2 separate regions of the Mus musculus genome follow, and region 2 is linked to region 1. A link is a contact called in public HiChIP or PLAC-seq data. All regions are on one chromosome and are shown on one strand. The core of a region is the stretch at or near the end of the contact, and the rest is flanking DNA. Distances in the headings are between cores, read along the strand shown. Region 1 overlaps Coro2a (coronin, actin binding protein 2A). Region 2 has its middle 17 kb from the start of Galnt12.

Evidence for each region. HiChIP or PLAC-seq counts read pairs in DNA pulled down with a chosen protein or histone mark.
Region 2: an HNF4G HiChIP or PLAC-seq map of pancreatic cancer cells shows a contact between it and region 1. The contact joins two enhancer-like sites.

The regions. Positions count from the first base shown.
Region 1 is chr4:46,556,914-46,560,398 of GRCm38.p6, reverse strand. The region is part of intron 2 of Coro2a (coronin, actin binding protein 2A); the gene reads left to right. Among named protein-coding and RNA genes, the nearest start is that of Trim14, 23 kb to the right of the region's middle. Within about 2 kb of position 1,573, at least 37 of the 459 cell types and tissues checked have an H3K27ac peak or open chromatin away from gene starts, as enhancers often do. A contact at or near this core is called in pancreatic cancer cells, where this site is marked.
Region 2 is chr4:47,073,609-47,077,093 of GRCm38.p6, reverse strand. No RefSeq gene overlaps it. Among named protein-coding and RNA genes, the nearest start is that of Galnt12, 17 kb to the left of the region's middle. Within about 2 kb of position 1,938, at least 23 of the 459 cell types and tissues checked have an H3K27ac peak or open chromatin away from gene starts, as enhancers often do. A contact at or near this core is called in pancreatic cancer cells, where this site is marked.

The DNA.
Region 1 (3,485 bases), core at 324-2,823:
AAAAGCCCTGGAGAAGCAGACCAGGCTGTTTGAGAAGGGCCTTGACTGCCAGGGCGAGACACGGAAAAATGCGTTCTAAGGAGACGAAGGTTTACGAGCTGGAGGAGAATGAGTCAAAGTGAGACTTTCTGGTCACTGCTGGAAGACTGTCTACAGGTCAGAGGTAGAGGGGCCCGGATGCTCCTCGCTTCCCACAACCTTCTCCCAAGCCCTGACCACCTCTGAAAGGTTCTGTCCACCAAACGAGTTTCATTGTTCACTCATTAAGGAATTAATTAGGGCAGGGGATGTGGCTGGCTAGGAGAGTCCACAAGGCCATGGGTTTGATTCCCAGGGTTGGAAAAAGAATGAACTGGTTGGTTCCTGGTTTTTCCTACTCGGATTCTTTCTACCTTGCGTGAACCTACTGATGAGAATCCTGGCGTGTTCAGACAATGGATATCAAGTTCATGTGATGAGGGATGACATGGGTTAGGGAACAAGCCTGCTTCACACAGGACGGTCCAGGAAGGCCTTCTTGGGAAGATACCCCTAGACAATGGCTTCAACTCTAAAGAAAGTGTCCAGGCGAAGCAGAACCAGAAGCTAAGACCTGGGCATGAGGGGTGTTCACGTCTCCCGAGCAGGAGCATGGCAGAGCCGTGCTGAGACTGTGGGGAAGGTGATTGGAGCCTCAGAAAGTCTGGGAAGCCACCGGAGCTGAAACTCAGCCTGGTCCTAGATAAGATTTATGAATCCTTTGCGTTCTTTTTCTTCTTTAATTAAAACGACCTCCTAGCCCACGCTGACCTGCCCTCTGAGCCCGCTGTCTCCACCCTCCTATGTGCTGGAACTATAGGAGTGTAGCGTCACACCTATCGGCCTTTGGGCTGTTTGCAATCTCACACATAGCTCAAGGACAAGTCTCAGACGTCCATGAACGCAGGCACAACTGCTAGTGCCACCTGTGAGCCTAGTCACACCTTTGTGGGACCATAAAGATAAGGTTCAGGGGCAGCTAGGGCATCTGCAGTCCCAGCCTACCCCAGAGCTGCCAGCACTTCTGACACCCATCTAGAGTATTTCAGGCTAACTACACACACTCCTTTTTAAATTCTTCAATTTTTATTTACATTGATGTACTGACTCCGTGTATGTTTGTGTGAGGGTGACAGATACCCTGGAACTGGGGTTACAGACAGTTGTGAACTGCTTGGGTCCTCAGGAAGAACAGCTCAGATGGCTGAGCCATCTCTCCAGTGCCCAGAACTTTGGCGTGTGTGTGTGTCTGTGTGTGTGTGTGTGCACCGAATTCTGCCTCAGCACGTGTGTGAAGGAAGTGGGTCTCTCATCCCTTATGATCCTGGAAGCAAGCACTCATTTGCACTTGTCACTTTTGATACTTGCAGATTCATAAGCGTGTGCATGAGATAATACAGTGGGATCCTGGGTGCCTTTTTACTGATTACCCACTGCCGATAGCACTGCAGTTCAGTGTCACAAGCTTGATAAGGATGTCCAGGTCACTATTGGGCATACGTGCCACCCACAGACCTCTCCCTGCCCCTCCCGACACAGTCATTCCTCGACACCCCACTTCCTCCTTGACCCCTGACTAGCATCGATCTCTTCCTCATTTCATCGCTGTTATCATTTTAAGGCTGTGTAAAGAGGATCAATTCTGCAGCCTTCTGCGTTTGAAGCCTTTAGCGCCTATCCATCCGGGGGGGGGGGGGGGGGGCTGTGAGCTGCATCTGAATGTGCTTGTCTTTACTCAGGAGTGTGGTTCTCTGGACACGCATCCAGGGTGCTGCTGGGTCAGCAGAGGCACGGAGGGAGGCACAGCCCACTTAGAAGCAGCCTCAGGACTTCCCTTCCCCCTCCCAGAGACCTCTTCTCAGAGATGGCTGACCTTCCTCTCCCGCAGAGTGAAGAAGCAGAGTTAGGGAGCTTGTAAGCTATGTAGGCTGGATGCTTACCAGAAGACAGGACAGGCCTGACAATGGGTGCATGCTTTTCAGAGAAAGTTACCTACCCTCGCCTCTCTTCACAGCAGCCGGGTATATGATCTTGGGCCATTACAGCCCTCAAAGGATGTAATTTGCAAGATTTAAAGTTGAAGCGAAGCTTAAATTTGTAGCTGAAAGCTAAGTAAGATGTAGGAGCTGGGTAATTTATTTTTCTTAAAGAATTTTCTCTTGGAAATGAAATTCTCATGTATACTGTTTAAAAATGAAAGAACACTGATACATTAAACTCAAGGCCACACACATTCTGGCCCTAAATACACAGAGTTCACTGGTTGTTCCTGTCTTGTTTTGTTCTGCTTTGTTTTCCCAGGTGTTGAGACAGGGTCCCTGTGTAGACCTGACTGTCCTGGAACTCATATGTAGACCAGGCAGGCTCACAAAGATCCTGTCTCTGCCTGCCGAGGGCTAGGGTTAAAGATGTGCACCATGCCCAGCTTGTTGCTTTTTTAGTTTGGTTTGATTTGGTTTGGTTCGGCTTGGTTTGGTTCAGTTTGGTTTGGTTTGGTTCGGTTTGGTTTGGTTTGGTTCGGTTCGGTTTGGTTTGGTTTGGTTTGGTTTGGTTTGGTTTGGTTTGGCTTGGCTTGGCTTGGCTTGAACCCTAGATAACCTGGAACTCCCTGTGTAGACCAGAATGGCCTCCTGCTTCTGTCTCCCAAGTGCAGAGACTATAGGTGTGAACATACTACCACACCCCTCCCTCTCTCTCTTTTTCTTTCTTCCTTTCTTTCCATTTGTTACTTTAACATCCTTATTTGAGATGCTTTCCAGAAAACTCGAATTATCTCTGTAGGCAATTTGGCTTCATACTTTTTTTTTCTTTTGACATTTCTTGACTCTTGGCTGACTAGATCATGAAGGGGTTTCACTATTTTCTCATGTGCCCTTAATTTCCTGTGTTTTTCTCTATTGCCTCGGTTGCTGTCTTAAATGGGTATTTAGCCGTTCACCCACTAAATGCTACCTAGTAGGAGGTAGGGATGAAGCTGGTGGAGAGTTCTTTCCTATCATACAGGAGGCATTGGGCCAAAACCCTACACACACACACAGACACACACACACACACACACACACACACACACACACACACCTCTTGGCAGTCTAAAAGTAATGTCCACCCCTGTAATCCCAGCACTTGGGAAGCTGAACCAGAAAGAGAAGCCCTAACCCAGGTGACACAGGGAGACCATGTCCCACAACCAAGCAAGCAAGCCGAGCGTCTGACTGATTCCAGTCCAGGACTGTTCTGAGTGAAGCTGTCTCTCTGTAGTCACTTCCTGGGTGAGTGCTGAAGACAGCTGCTGGATCAGGAGGTAGCTGTGAACGTAAAGTTCTCAGAAACTGCAGGGTAGGTGTGGTGGCACACCCCTGGAATCCCAGCAGTCCAGAGGCTGAGGCAGGAGGATTGCTCAGAGTTTAAGGTCAGCCTGGGTTGCATATTAAGACCTTATCTTTAAAACAAAACAAATTAGACTTTTC
Region 2 (3,485 bases), core at 689-3,188, 520 kb before region 1:
CCTGAGCAGAACACTGAGTCAAAGCTGAAAGCTCAGCTCATTGAGTTGAGGTTCCCCTGCGCAAAGACTTCCCAGATCTTATCTGGGGTCACTGCCACTGCCCCACATGCCCCATCCCATCGTGGATAAAACTCTTCCTGTCTGTGAACAACATCTCAGACAATGGAATGTCAGTCAGATCAGGCCTGACAGACTGGGTCGGGTCAGTCGCCTCAAGACAGACACATGGGGGACACACGTAGTTGTCCCCTGGCAGGGTTGACATCTTGTGGAACTTAATATGGGGTTGATACAGAAACAGTGTATTGGGTCATCTGAACGTAGATACCCTCCTCTTGGGTATCCCCCTCAAGAGGGCCTCAACAGAGTGTCTGGCTGTCAGAAACAGCTCCTGATCTAAAGCTAACTTGGCCCTTATACATGCTGGCCATCTGGCTGCTACCAGATCAAGTCTCTGAGACAGATAAGCCATTTGTCTTTTCCAGGGTCCTGGAGCTTGCATGAGGACCCCCAGGCAATGCCTCTGGCATCATCCACTTACAAGTGAAATGGTTTAATAATGTATGGGAAGCTCAAGACTGGGGCAGATAACAGGGCCTTTTTCAAGGCTTTGAAGGCCCTTGCTGAGTCTCAGTCCATTCTAAAGGCTGCATACCCCCAGTGCTGGCATAGAGGGGCTTGGCTAACTCAGCAAATCCCATTAACCATAGCCAGCAATTTTCAACCACTCCCAGAAATTCCCACACTTGTCCCCCGCGCCCCCCCCCCCAATGTGGAAACAGGGATTATTTGTAGGACAGCTGAAACATGGTGGTGAGAAAGCATCTGCTTTCCTTCCTCCAAGTGTCACCTAGGCATGTGATCTGAGGGACACTCCATGGATGATACTCTGTACGCCAGGGCTTGGGGGGCTTCCAAAAGGCCTTCTGTGACCTGTTCTCACTCCTCCTCAGGGCAGGGGGTTTTGTGCTTAATTTCGTCTAAACTCCAACAGATCTACTTCTTGGGACCCCATCAGATGATGCTGGCGAGTCCCTGAACCCCTTCTCCTGGTCTATCCCCCCCCCATTTCCTCTTGTGTCTGTTTCACCAAGGGCACCAATGACAGAACAAGTGAATTTCTTTCCCTGTCTGTCTGCTGCTGAATCTCGGCTGTTGTAAACTTTATGAGCAATTTCCAGAAGTTGAGACCTACTCATGCCTTCAGATCCGTCTGATTTCTGGAGCTTTCTTGTCATGTCTGGGGCTGACTGCTTGACAAAGGCAATATTAGTGGCTCACTGTCTTAGGGTGTGGACATCTGGGTTTACGGGAGTAAATATCTGATAATGTCGCATAAAGCCTTTCCAGAAAGCTGGTGGGCAATCCCTTAGGTCCTTGAGTAAGCTGACCTACCTCGGGTGAGCTGATAGGTTTTCTGACTGTCTCTTTTCATCCTCCCAATATTTGATGGAAAAGTGCCCAGTACCCTCATACCTTAAAGTAGTTTCCAACAGGCTGGTAAGGGGCTGTGGCTTCACTAAAGAAAAAAAAGGATTTTGAATCTTCCATTTTTACAAGTTACTGGTAGAGAAGGGGACATGAACTAATAAACCTTGAACAAGGAAGGAATTAATTATTTTTTTGCACACACACACACACACACACACACACAGAGCAGCTCTGTGACATCAAGGGAACTACTTCCCCCTCCCAGGCCCAACCAACCTCAAGTAGGCAGGGGAGGAGAAGAGAGTACAGGTAATTTCCTCCTTCCTGCCACAGGGCTGGAAGAACAGGTAGAGGTTTCAGGTTTCTCTGGGCGTCCTCAGGTCAAAAGGATTTGGGTCCCCCCAAAAAGAGGCCACAGGTCTTAAGCCTGGGTGGCAGTGGTGTAGATCCATTGTGTCAATAGTCTGACAGCCAAAGGGAGGGGCTGGAACTAGCTAATTGTACTCAGTGCAGCCACTTTCCCGAGTGAGTCATCTCCCAGCCCCAGAAAGCCTTCACAGAGGTAGGGAGTGCAGCCCCACACTCTGATGGCAAGAGGAACTGGGCTGGGCAGGCAGTTTGGTCAGAGTGGGGGTATGAGGTGAGGAGTTGGGGGGGGGGTGAGTGGCGCTCTGTTGACCATTAAGTTCTAAAGCTCTAGCTGGTGCCTGAGAATCTTTTCCATTTGAAGGTAGTTTTGCATCTCATCCTGAAGAGACAGTCCCCCGCAGGAATCCCTGCCTCAGGAACCTGAGAGAAGCTGGAGAGATGAAATAGAAACAGCAGAGAAAGACGCTTCTTTCATATTCCCAGACCCAGAATCTAAATGTCTGAAGAGATGGTGGGTGTGAGGTTTGGAAATGGTTTGTTATACAATAGCGAATCGGAACAAATGAGATGTTTTAAGCTACGTTTTCACCGCCAGGAAAAACTTCCTATCTGCTCTGCTCCTGGCACCATGCTAGGGTCTAAGCACATGCTAAGAAGCAAATGTCAGAGTCTCAGAGTGACACAACCTTAGGAAGCACTGGTGTCACCACAGTGTGCCATGGCAGCAGAAGGAGGAGGCTGGTGAACTGAACCTAACTGCAGTTTGTACAGGTGAGGCCTCTTGCTTACAGGGAGATGGAGTGCCTCTCTGTCTGTCTTTTTTCTTTTCTTTTTTTAAAGATTTATTTATTTATTATGTGTAAGTACACTGTAGCTGTCTTCAGACCTACCAGAAGAGGGCATCAGATCTCATTACAGATGGCTATGAGCCACCATGTGGTTGTGGGATTTGAACTCAGGACCTCTGGAAAAGCAGTCAGTGCTCTTAACCGCTGAGCCATCTCTCCAGCCCTCTGTCTTTTTATCTCCCTGCCTTCCTCTCCATCCCTCTTCCCCCCCACTCCTCTCTCTCTCTCTCTCTCTCTCTGTGTGTGTGTGTGTGTGTGAGTGTGTGTGTGTCTGTGTGTGTGTGTGTCTGTGTGTGTGTCTGTGTGTGTGTGAGCAATCCTCCAGCCTCAGCTTCCTGAGTGAGCCACCACATTCATCTTGATGATGATGCTTTGAATACACGACTTTAAGTGGGAGGCAAATACACATCTCAAAGGGACAGGGGAAGGATTCGGGCCTGTGAAGCCTTTTTGCAGTGAACACTGAGACAAGTCTTGCTGAGGACCTGGGTCATTGTGGCTTCAGAACCACACACTAGGCAGATACAGGTCAAGGTGCTTGCTCCTCGGTTTATCCCAGGGGTTACCTGTTGGACACTCTGCCAATGCTGGCTTGAGTTATTTAACTTTGGAGGAGACAGGGAGACAAAGCGCTGAGTATTCCCAGAACGCAGTGATGCAAAGCCAGGAAGAAGGCACTGGGGGGGGGGGGGGCACGACCAATGGTACCTACTTGTAGTCCCAGCACTTGGGAGGCTGAGTGAAGAGGAATGTTAGTTGGATGCGAACTTGAGCGGTGTCAATCCAACCTACCCCCTCTATCCTGGGGAGGGAACTTTAAAAAGAACACTCAGGAAA